Linked DNA regions of Hordeum vulgare: region 1 is linked to region 2. A link is a contact called in public HiChIP or PLAC-seq data. All regions are on one chromosome and are shown on one strand. The core of a region is the stretch at or near the end of the contact, and the rest is flanking DNA. Distances in the headings are between cores, read along the strand shown.

Region 1 (5,583 bases), core at 875-3,374, 410 kb after region 2:
TCTTCCTTCAAAATGTGCCAACACGTTCGCTTATTCTTAAATCCCAACTGCTACAAGATTGAGCATCAACAATGGTATCCATACCAAAGTTGGAGGCAACAATTTTGAACCAGGAAATAGAGATATTTAGATATATGTCCTCCAATATGGAATATCATGACAAGACTCCTAGCCTCCTAGGCACCATGGGCCTTGTCATCAACATCCCTATAACTATTGTAGGTCATGTCATCAACTTATAGACTTAAGTCCTGGCATCGATCGATTAGGTTGGCCGACTTATGACATGAGCATCGCTTAAGTCGATCAAGTTGCGACTATGTAGCATGAGAGAGGAGTGAACCTCAAAGGAGTGGCTTGCATCAATGACCATTTGTAGGTCTAGTGAAAGAAGGATACGTGCTTGATTGGGAGCGTGTGAATTGTGAAGAGAACGTAGGAGACAAAAAAAGAGGTAAGGGGACATCCAATTTCCCCCCTCTTTCGTGTAAGGTGATAGCCAAATCATAATTAAGGGCCATATCAAGATTAAAAATGCAATGACTATCAAACAAACAAGTTTTGTTGTGAAAAACAATTTAAATCATGGACCATTGGACCTGGTTATGGGTGGATAGGATCAATCGTGTCAAAATAAAGTGGTGCTTTTAATGTTGGTTCAATCATTGTTGCAAGAGCTTGGTATTATATTTAACCTAAAGCAGCAATATTACGGCGTGATAATCTTGGTGAAACTTATCAGTGAGTCAATCTTGTGTTTCATGCAAGAACTAAACATATTGAAGTGGATGGCCACTTTGTCACAAAAAGAGTAGCAAACAAGTTCCTCAACATTCATTTTATAACCACAAGAGATCAAGTTGCACATGGGTTTACAAAACCATTGACAGTACGGCAACATGAAGCATTTAGTCGCATTCTCAACATAGATAAGTTATGATTGACAGTGGATGTTCAGATACTTTGTATAGTTTGTATTTCGTACATGTGATTGTTGTGTAATCCTGGCAATTGGTTTGTGTATGATATGTATGTGTCTCATGTATAGTTATCAGAAAAGCCAAGTCGAGATCAAAACCGACCCAGAACCCATGTAATCTTCCACAAACGAGTCCCTGCTGATCGATATACAACAAGCTCTTCCATCTAGTTTTACATATATAAATAGTCAATTCGATACTTGCTCTCCAAATATGTGAGCGCACTTGTGATACTCTCACAGCAAAGGAGCACACTGTTTTGGCAGTTAAAGAAATTATAGTACCTTGTGGCCGTTGATGTAACTATTAGGATTTATTTTCCTTTTCTCTTCTTAGGATGATTTTACTAGGAGTTCTAGTTTGGTTTCCAAAGTTTAGGCCACACAATTTTACTTGTGGCCGATATGAGCACTAGTCGCCAATCCATTTGCTTGATGTGATTGTCCTAAGCGACTTTGCATGTCACATGAAAAAAATGGCATATCATGTGCATCACATGATGAAGAAAACGTAAGGACGATCTTTTTCGTTTCCTCTTGCGCGGGTAAGGATAATCTTTTTCATTGCCTAGTCATATGTCTATTTTGTAAGACATGTAGTAGTACATTTCTTCTAGAATTTGCCACTTATTGTATACTCAAGCGATCACTTGTTGACCCCGAAAATGTGAACGGAACTTGGACAGGAAGAAACCGGAGCGGCAACGGAGGTCAACAAAATTACAGCGTGGCGACAAGTGCGCACGAGGGTTGGTGAGCAACAGAGAAGGGTACATGGATTGTGACGTTGCGGTCATCTTATCATCGTAGTATAATATAAACTTACCTTACCACAAGAAAGAACAGTTCGTGTTTTTTCTCCTGCCTGGACCAGCAGCAACAACGATGGTGTTGTTTCCACAGCCAGAGCAAGGAATTGCACGCCAAATACAAATTCCAATCCTACAAGGTTGACGCTAGCTGTACCCAAGTACGAGTACAATACAAATACAACCGGCCGACGTTGTTGCTACGTATGGAGTACTGGTCCAAATACGTACGTGGGGATGGATATGCATGGACCTGTGGGGTGTCGTGTCCGGACGCAAGTTAGACGGTGGACCTAGCGATTTCCTTTGGGGTGCGGCTGGCTCGGCTTGGCTTGGCTTGGAACGGGTCAGGCCAGGCTCCCTTCCAAACAGCACAGTAGAGTACACTGCTGCTGCCGTCGATGTCCTCTTCCCTTCTCTCCCTCCCGAGCGGAGCTGCGCTCCAGTTTATGATTATCCCAACCAAACTCTAATCATACCCCCCACCCACAAAATCCCAATACAAATACCGCCCAGCAAATAGATAGCCGGGACTGGAGCCACGGCAAGAAAGAGAAGCCAGCTCCGCTGCTCCAACCCAAAAGCTACTCCTCCTTCCGGCACGCGGCAGGGAGGTGAGAGAGAGAGAGAGAGAGACCAGCCGAGGCGGCGGCCGGCCACCATAGCAGCTTAGGTTAGGCAGGCATCTTCCCTCATGCAGCAGGGCGAGTACCGCTCGTCGTCTTCGAGCGAGGGCTCGGCGGGTTCTGCGGCGGCTGCGGCTGCGGCTGCGGCGGCCATGGCGCCCCTGGCGGCTGCGGCCGCGGCGGTGGCGGCCAAGGAGGAGCACAACGTGACGGTGGCCGTGGCGCCGCCCATGCCCATGGCCATGGCGATGCCGCTGCAGCAGCAGCAGCCGCGGAAGCAGTACCGCGGCGTGCGCATGCGCAAGTGGGGCAAGTGGGTGGCGGAGATCCGCGAGCCGCACAAGCGGACGCGCATCTGGCTGGGGTCCTACGCCACGCCCGTCGCCGCCGCGCGCGCCTACGACACGGCCGTCTTCTACCTCCGCGGCAGGTCGGCGCGCCTCAACTTCCCCGACGAGATCTCCGCGCTCGCGCTGTCGTCGCCCGAGGCCGCCGAGGCCGGTGGAGGGGAGATGGCGGGCGAGCTGGCCGACGGCGGCGCGCTGTCGGCGGCTTCGATCCGGAAGAAGGCCATCGAGGTCGGGTCCCGCGTGGACGCGCTCCAGACCGGCATGACCACCATGGTCGCCGCGCCCGCGCACCACCGGGAGCGGCAGCGGCTCCACCACCACCACCACGCGGAGCCGCACGGCGAGGAGCTGCACCGCCACGTGAAGCAGCAGCGGACGGCGTGGAACGGGCGCGCCAAGAACCCGGATCTCAACCAGGCGCCCAGCCCGGACACCTCCGACGCCGAGTGAAGCAGCCGGAAGAAGCGGCGGCTTCCAGTCATCTACAACCAACCAGTCGACCATGCAGCCAGTCTCCGGAGAGCAGCCAGCAGCGTATGTTGATGAAGCAGCACAAGCAACTCAATCCAGTCCACCACCCAACGGTCTCCCTAGCAAGCTCCGCCGCGTCGGCGGGCGAGGTGCCGGTGGTCGGTGGGTCGGTGGCGAGATTATTTTTCAATACGTTGGTCTGGATAAGAACAAGGGAGGGGGAGGGGAGGCGGGGGACGCCACAAGTGGCGGTCTTTCCAAATGTCAAAAAAGACAGCTGTAACAGTGATAAAACAATCGCCACCATCTTCTTCTTTTTTCTCTCTGTTTCTGTTATCGAGTAGATAAGCAGCGATTAGCAGTGCAACTTCTGTTAATTAATCGTCCGTCGCCCCCTTCGTTGTTAATTAACTGCTGAGTGCATCGCCTCTGGATTTTGATATCGTATTATCTGAGTAGTGTAATTGAAATGATCCAGTGGTTGGCTTGGCGGCTTAATCCGGCTGTCTGCTGGTGGGAGCAAAGCAAAGCAAAGCAAGCGAGCATATCCGCGTTAGGTTAGGTTAGGCATCAGCAGGCACTAATCAGTTGGGGTGAGACTTTTCTCTATCCATGTCTCTGCTGCTGCATGCGTGTGCCTCAATCCGAATGTGCCGGTGCAATTATGGATCGGGCAGCGGCGGGCCGTGCTGGACTGGCACTGCTGGCTAATCTAATCTGATCTCATCTCATCTCATCTCCCCAGCGGACGAAGTGGAGCTAGCTAGCTACAGGGATATTTGATGGATCACCGATCACGTGGTGGCATGGCGATTAGGCATCCATTAGGCAGAGGGGTCATAGGTAGAATACTAGTGCATGCTAGTAGTATGATGGTGTGTGTGTGTGTGTATGTATGTATGGGTGATTGGGTGGGTGGGTATTAGGCCACCACATCGGATGATCGGGAAGCAAGGCAGAGCAAAGCAAAGCAAAGACGTGCTGATGATTGCCTTCTCTGTACTGCATGCGTGGATCGGCCGGCCAAGTACTCCTGTCGACCTGCCGCCAACCCGACTAATCAGCGCTCGCCACTACTACGTTGCAACGGTGCGAGGGGGATCGAAACTGGATTGGACTGTCGTGGCAACGACCCTGCACCTATGACCTGTCTGCACTCGGGTCAGTGAACTTACCGAGAATCTAGCGGTGGATTGACACGAGAGCTGGGGGCTCGGTGGCGCCGTGCGTGCAGCTGAGCCGAGCGCGCCCATCATCAGACGGTGGTGTGGTTGAACGTCATGGATCGGCACGGGGCGCCGGTGGATCGAGACATTTGAGGTGTGTCGACATGGGGGCAACGAGGCAACAGGTGTCGGCGCGCGCGCACATGCTGCTACAAATGCAGATACGGACGGGAGATGCAGGGGAAAGGGCGGAGGGCGACAGCAGTGCGGTTCCGGCACGGGGTCCGTGCGCCCCGCCCCACGGCTCCATGCATGCATGCGCGCATCCCCGTCCCAATTTGCTCGGAGGAGAGGACTGCCAGCAGCCAGCAGCCAGCACCAGGTCATGCATGCGGTCAGTGCGTGATCGGTCCTCCCCTCCTCGACGGGTCTCGCTTTTGCTTGGATCTGTAGACAGGCAGACAGCATGCGTGAGCCATCGCCGTTAATCTTGGACCCTTTTGGTGGTCGACTGCGTGGCGGTCCTGAGGTTAGGTTTTGGAAGAAAAAACATTGTACATACAGGTGGTGCGGCGAACAAGGCGCTTACGGCTATTTTGCAGGAATAAAGTGAAAAATGGCGACTTTCTCTACACTCACACGTACCATTTCCAGCGTGCCGTGTGCTCTCCATCGGACAGAACAGGCGTGTGTTTGGTAGGACACACATGGAGGACGCATGAGGATAAAAGATTCCTACTCAATCTATTTTTAGGTGTTTCATATCCTACACAGGGCATTCTTAGCATGCACGGGCTCAATTCAAATAGGCTTATACTCCCTCCGTTCCTAAATATAAGTCTTTTAAGATATTTTACTAAGTGACTACATACAAAACAAAATAAGTGAATATACACCCTCAAATATGTCTACATACATCCGTATGTAGTCCTCTAATAGAATCTCTAGAAAGACTTATATTTAGGAACGGAGGGAGTAACATGCATGAAGAAAGAACAACGAGAAGCCGTTCGTCGGTCGGCATGCACGATAACATGAGCGAAGCGAGCGATGACATGTTCGTAAAAAGTTCAAAAAATCAACCTTTCTTTAAATTTTGTTTCATTTTTTAAATAATATCTTGAATTTCCAAAGAAAATCTGATTTTAAAAATAAAAACTATTTTCCAGAAAATCTCTAGAA
Region 2 (5,765 bases), core at 1,965-4,464:
TGGATGAAGAAAGAAGATCTTCTTGGCTGGCTGCTCTTGATTGTGTCTCTGCAAGCGGCTAGGTGGGTCTGGCCAGGGAGTGGAACCCGTTCTTCTGGAGCCAGCTCTGCGCCTGCGTGGCGATGTAGGGTGGGAATCGTGATGATGCTGCGGCTGCTGCTGCGGCGGCGGCAGCGTTGTTCGGCACCGGCCCCGCCTGGTGGTGCGGCGGCGGCGGCGGCTGGACCGGCTGCCAGCTCGTGCCGGGGACGACGTTGCCCCAGCCGTGCTGCAGCCTCTGTTGCTGCTGCTGGTGGTGCTGCTGCGGATGCGGCGGCTGGTAGTGGTGGGGAGGCGGAGGCGGAGGCCATTGCCCGCCCCCGGCGCCGGCGCCGACCGTCAGCGACAGGCCTCCCGCTGTCCCCGGATCGGCGTTGCCCACGAACTGCACAGTTTGAACCAAACAACCACCGTTAATTCGCGCCTACCAAGAAGAGAAGAGATAGAAAAATTCGTGAGCTCCAACTTGGAGCGGCAAAAGTACCCACTTGGTGATGCCTGGGACTGAACTGCATGTGGGGGGCTTGCAGTTGCAGGGCTGGAGGGGGCATCTGATGACGCGCCGAGTTCTGGTCGAACTGCATAGTAAATTACGCCATTCTCAGCTTTTCCAACGCTTGATTATACTATGATGCAGGAGCAGTAGTTTGTTGCAGGGTGGTCAAGGTCAAGTTGGGGCCTGTACCTTGGCCTTGGTGCTGCGCGCCGCCGCCGTGTGCCAGTCGAGCTCGAAGGCCATGGGGACGCGCTGGTCGGACCCCGCCGCGCCGTCGTCGTCCATGCCGCCGCCGTCGAGGCTGCCCCTCTTGTTCGACCCCGCCGAGCTCCCCAGCGACAGGTCCAGGTTCTGCTGCTCCGCGTCGCCGGTCGAAGCTGGCAGAGCATTGCCCACCCAAGATCAAGATCAAGGTCAGTGAACGAACCGGAAGAAACATACGTATGCCGCATAATCCTATGGTGGCCAAATCAAAATCACAGATGAACAGTGCGCGATGAATATAACAAGATTATTACTGACCCGCCGGCTCGAACTCCTCGGCGTAGGTGCTGGGATCGAAGTTGGTGACCGCATCCTTGCCGTTGCACTTGATGGCAGCGCGGTCGTACGACCTGCCCAGACACAGAGACACACGAGACATCAATCAGTTCACCGCCCAACCCCAGCCCGAGCAAAGCTAAAGCTAGCAATGGATGGAGGACGCGCGCACAGTGCATGCCCAATAATTTTTCAGTTTTTACTACCTGGCAGCTTCCTCCTCGGTATCGAACAGCCCCAAGTAGACGTACCTGCGTTGCACAAAGATTCTCATTAGTGCCGCTGCCATGCCATGCCATGCCGTCAGGCTAGTTAGCAGGGAGATGCTGCAACTTTGAGCGCAACGACAGGAGCAGGCAGACGAGCAGAGCAAAAATTCGAGCCATCGATTGGAGGAGAAGGGAGGAAGGAGGGTGGCGATGGTGGTTGGTGGAGGAGCACATACTTCTTGCCGAGGAACTGGCCCATCCGCGCCTCCCACCTGCCGCACTTGTGGAGCGTGACGCCCCTGTACTTGGAGCTCCCCCGGGGGAACCCCGTGCTCTGCCGCCGGAGCACGTGGACGAACTCCTCCTTGGTCAGGTTGCCCATCTGCAAGCAAACCAGGGCAAACACGTTACGATTCTGCGAGCAACAAGCGCTAGCTCGTGTTGATCGATCGGGCGTCGCTCACCTGCTTGATGTCGTCGTAGTCCTCCAGGCTGAAATTGATGTCGGCCTCCATGCCGCGGAACTTGATCGCCGCCCGATCGTACGCCCTGCGGCCGCAGATGATGATGAAGAAGAAGAAATCAGTAAAGAAGAGAGCTTGATTGGTACTGTCAAATCGGTTGGTATGGGATCTTTATCGTACCGAGCCGCCGCATGAGCAGTGTCGAATCCACCTGCAGGCCGTCAGTGACATTGTGAGCTCCAATTGGCGATCGATTTCGCACCCCAAGTATGGATGTGTGGACAAGACGGGGATGGAGGAAACTTACCCAGATAGACCTGCTTGCCGCAATCCCTGCATTGCACAAAAGAATGGGGTGAGAAGAGGAGAGGAGAGGGGGGAAGAGAGAGAAACAAGGAAGGAAGGGGAATAAGTTTGATAAGATGTTGCTATGAAAGGTAAAAGGAGCAGAGGCATGGAATGCCCAAAACAAGACGAATCCAATACCAAACCCATCCATCCATCCATCTTCTCTTCTCTTCTCTTCTTTTGCTGCACTCTCTCTCCTTCCTTCCTTAAGCTTTCGAGAAAGGAAAGGAAAGGAGCGGAGCGGCGGCGGGAGCTTACCATATGTGCGACTCCCACCGGCCCGTCCGGCGGTAGAAGGTGACGCCGCGGTACTGCGAGCTGCGGGAACGGGGACCGCGCCGGCTCTTCTTGGCCGCCGCCGACGCCGCCGCGGGGCCTCCTGTTCCTCCTCCGGCGGCCGCGGCCACGGTGGGCGCGGGGGCGCCGGCCAGGCGGAGCCACGCGGCGCGGTCGTTCCCGTTGCCGGGGCCGCCCTCGCCCGGGGCGGCCGGGGGGAAGAACTGGCGCGTGACGACGGCCTCGGCGGAGTCGTCCTCGGCGTCGTCGGGTATCTCGACCACCGCGGCGGCAGACGAGGAGGAGGCGCCGGAGTCGTCCACGGACGGGGACAGCGGCGGCCCCTCGGCCGCCGGCGAGTCGTTGAGATCCCACATGCCGGCCGTCCTTCCCTTCCCTTCCCTTCCTCACTCCTCCTACCTTCTTGCCGTCCGGTTCTTCGGTCCACCCCTATCGGCCTCTCTCTCTGTTCGGCTCGGCTCGGCTCGGCTCTGCTCTCGTTGGCTGGGGTTGAAGATAACAAGAAAGCAGAGGAGGGAAGAGAGAGGGGGGAGGGGGAGAAAAAGGCAGTGGCGGGTTGCCTTGTTGGGGTATGCAAGGACTTTCTCTTTTGCTCTCTCCTTTGAAAAGCACCTCCTCTTCTTAACCTAGGAGCGCAGAGGAGGAGGGAAAAGGCAGCGGCGACGGGGAGAGGTCCAGCTCCTGCTCGTGGTGGATGGAGATGGAGATGGAGATGGAGTGGTGGAAGAGCAAAGGCTTCCGCTGCTGCACCAACATACCTAAGCTAGTGCTCAGGGCCCCGACGAGGGAGGGAGGGAGGGAGGGGGGAAAGGGGAGCAGAGCAGAGCAGAAGAGAGGAGAGCGTAGGCGTGCGGGGGCGCGGTTATAATAGAAACGGGAGGGGAAGAGCACGAGGCAGTAAACAAAGCACATGTTGGTCTTTCACACACATGTGGTCGATGGAGTACAGGTCAGTAAACATGGCACATGTTGTTAGGGCAACACGAACGCTGATCAGAGCGGCTACACCCGGAGCCCTGTGTCCGTCCAAGTCCAAACGTTTGGACGGTCGCTGCCCGGACAGAAACCTTTCACCCAATCGAACATGATAAAGTCGGTCAAAACACTCGAACTGACCGACACTCTTCATATCTGATTGATTCATATCTGGATCGATATGGAACAACCGATGATTTTATCATGCCGGTTCGGATAAACCGGACCCAATCCTAATCCTATCTAAAATTCACTAGTCCACCAGTTCAACCGCATTTCTCCTCCATTGGTCCTTCATTTCTCGCCTTTGTGCAGCCGCCCACCTCCTTCTCCTTTACCCACCCTTCCCACCGCCATCGTCGTTCGTTGTTGCTGATGTCGTCGCCGACTACCATGTGTGCCGCCATCGGCATGGATGATACCTCGGCAGAATCAGTGGGGATCCAGACCGTGGCGGTCAACTGCAAGGCGGAGAATATCGCTCGGATGGTGCGATGTCGAAAGCAGCGCGAGCGCGAGGAGGGACGACGCGGAGATGCACGATGATGATGACATGGACTTTGGCACAAGTGGCTTCGCGACACCAACCAATCTATGTGTCGTGGTTGTGCGGATAAACAAGTCGCCGGCAATAACCCGAGTTCATTCCAGCCTTCCAATGGTCGGACATCTCGGATAGTTTTCCGGAAGACGTCACCACCGTGGGCACGATGGCTGGTCGTAGTAACTCCGAAGGCATGAAGCAATATCGAGTAAGGCCTGTGTCGTGCATGCCCACATGTCGTTGGACAAAATGTCCCAACAAGACCCGGTACCTTCTTTTTCGCTATGACATTTGCGATTTGTTGATTCATTTGTTGTCCATACCATTCGATCAAACTTGTAGGATGATAATTTAATTGCGATGCATATTATAGGACCAAAGGATGCTAAACATGATAAATGATGGGGAAGAACCTTTGCAATTTAACATGGGGGATACCAATTCCCTTATGTTTGAAGCAGGGCAAACACCACACACTAAAAATAAGAAGACAGTGAAGCTAAGAGGTCTGGCATTCACCTAGTTCGAAGTTGCTTTGTTGGTTGACAACTAGCATGGATCACGTACGTGGAACAGAGCAAAAAGGCCTTAAATATTTGAAAAATATCAAAAAAATTACCAATAGAAAAAACATATCTGACACCACATCCAATCATTAGCGACCGCACTGTGTGCTCTCTTCAACATATATGGAACACCCTCCATGAGAATGTGATCAAGTTTGTTGGTTTCCTTAGACAAGACGTTGTCGGAACCTAAGCGGCATCAGAGTCAAAACTCACGGAACTTTGCAGGCGGTTTGTACCAACAAGTCGAGTTGAAGCCATTCACTTTTTCCAATTGTTGGATGAAATTCAATATTAAACAAAAGTGGTAGCTCGTCCATGAAGACATCAAAAGAGACACCAAGAAGTTGAAGAAAAATGATGGGTATAGTGATGCTCATTGAGATTCTGTTGGATTACAAAGTGACTCCCCGCTGATTTGCGTTGGTTTCCCTTCAAGCTTAAAGGGTGATGTAGCACATTGACGACAAGTATTTACCTCAGTTATGAAACCAAGTTATCAATCCAGTAGGAAGATTCACAAAACTATGTAAGTGGTACTTGCACACAAATAACAAATCCTCTCAACCCAACGCGTGCACGGGTTGTCAATCCCTCGTGGGTAAAGTGAAAGGATAGATTGATACATGCAAATAAAGTGATGGTAAATAAAACGCAGCAAGGTATTTTGGGGTTTTCTTGATAATAGTATTCTTCCTTTAGAAACTTAAATTTTCGATCTCTTTGCTCGAAACCTCGTTTCCAAAACTGTTTTGAGGAAAATGTTTCATGGTATGTGACTCATGCATCTCTCCAATTAGTTTTTGCCTTACTGTTTTATATTTTCTATGATAACAAGTAAAACAATTCTGAAAGTGCAACGTAAGAATATTAGTATCTCACAGCACCAGCTAAGACCGGCGCATTGTGTGCAGCTGGTTGGCTGACCCTTGGCCAGATAGAGAACGATCGAATTAAATGTGTTGGGCGCTAATGATCCTCTTGTCGGATCACGCTTAGGTGTGCCTCTATTTTCACCGGTTCGGAGGGAAGCAACCATTGCTTGGATTTGAATAAGAACCCGACCTCTGAACATAAGATATAATTATCACTACACAATATATCTTGGCAATAGGGTAAACCTTTGAAATGCACCAAAACACCAAATGCCGAGATGTGCAAATAAAAAAAGGAGAAATGGAGAAAAGAAATCTATGATCCAGCTATTATTATGTTTGACGTATCAATACCTATTACAGTACTTAGTCTAAATAATGGTAATGTTAGTTAGGCTGCATTAGAGCCTCA

Evidence for each region. HiChIP or PLAC-seq counts read pairs in DNA pulled down with a chosen protein or histone mark.
Region 1: a contact with region 2 is called in an H3K4me3 HiChIP or PLAC-seq map of embryo, with 6 times the contacts expected there. The contact joins the promoter of LOC123428150 here to the promoter of LOC123428148 in region 2. A contact is called at or near these places in 1 of 6 Hi-C or Micro-C datasets (seedling) and 1 of 1 datasets of contacts at active chromatin or transcription factors (embryo).

The regions. Positions count from the first base shown.
Region 1 is chr2H:635,722,992-635,728,574 of MorexV3_pseudomolecules_assembly, forward strand. It overlaps LOC123428150 (ethylene-responsive transcription factor ERF008-like), which reads left to right and starts at 2,125. Exons shown (of 1, transcript XM_045112314.1): 1 at 2,125-3,646. The coding sequence starts at 2,483. The coding sequence ends at 3,214.
Region 2 is chr2H:635,314,934-635,320,698 of MorexV3_pseudomolecules_assembly, forward strand. LOC123428148 (APETALA2-like protein 5) reads right to left here and starts at 3,215. Exons shown (of 10, transcript XM_045112313.1): 1 at 2,355-3,215; 2 at 2,056-2,081; 3 at 1,929-1,959; 4 at 1,749-1,833; 5 at 1,521-1,666; 6 at 1,282-1,326; 7 at 1,058-1,149; 8 at 725-912; 9 at 528-617; 10 at 1-424. The coding sequence starts at 2,749. The coding sequence ends at 59.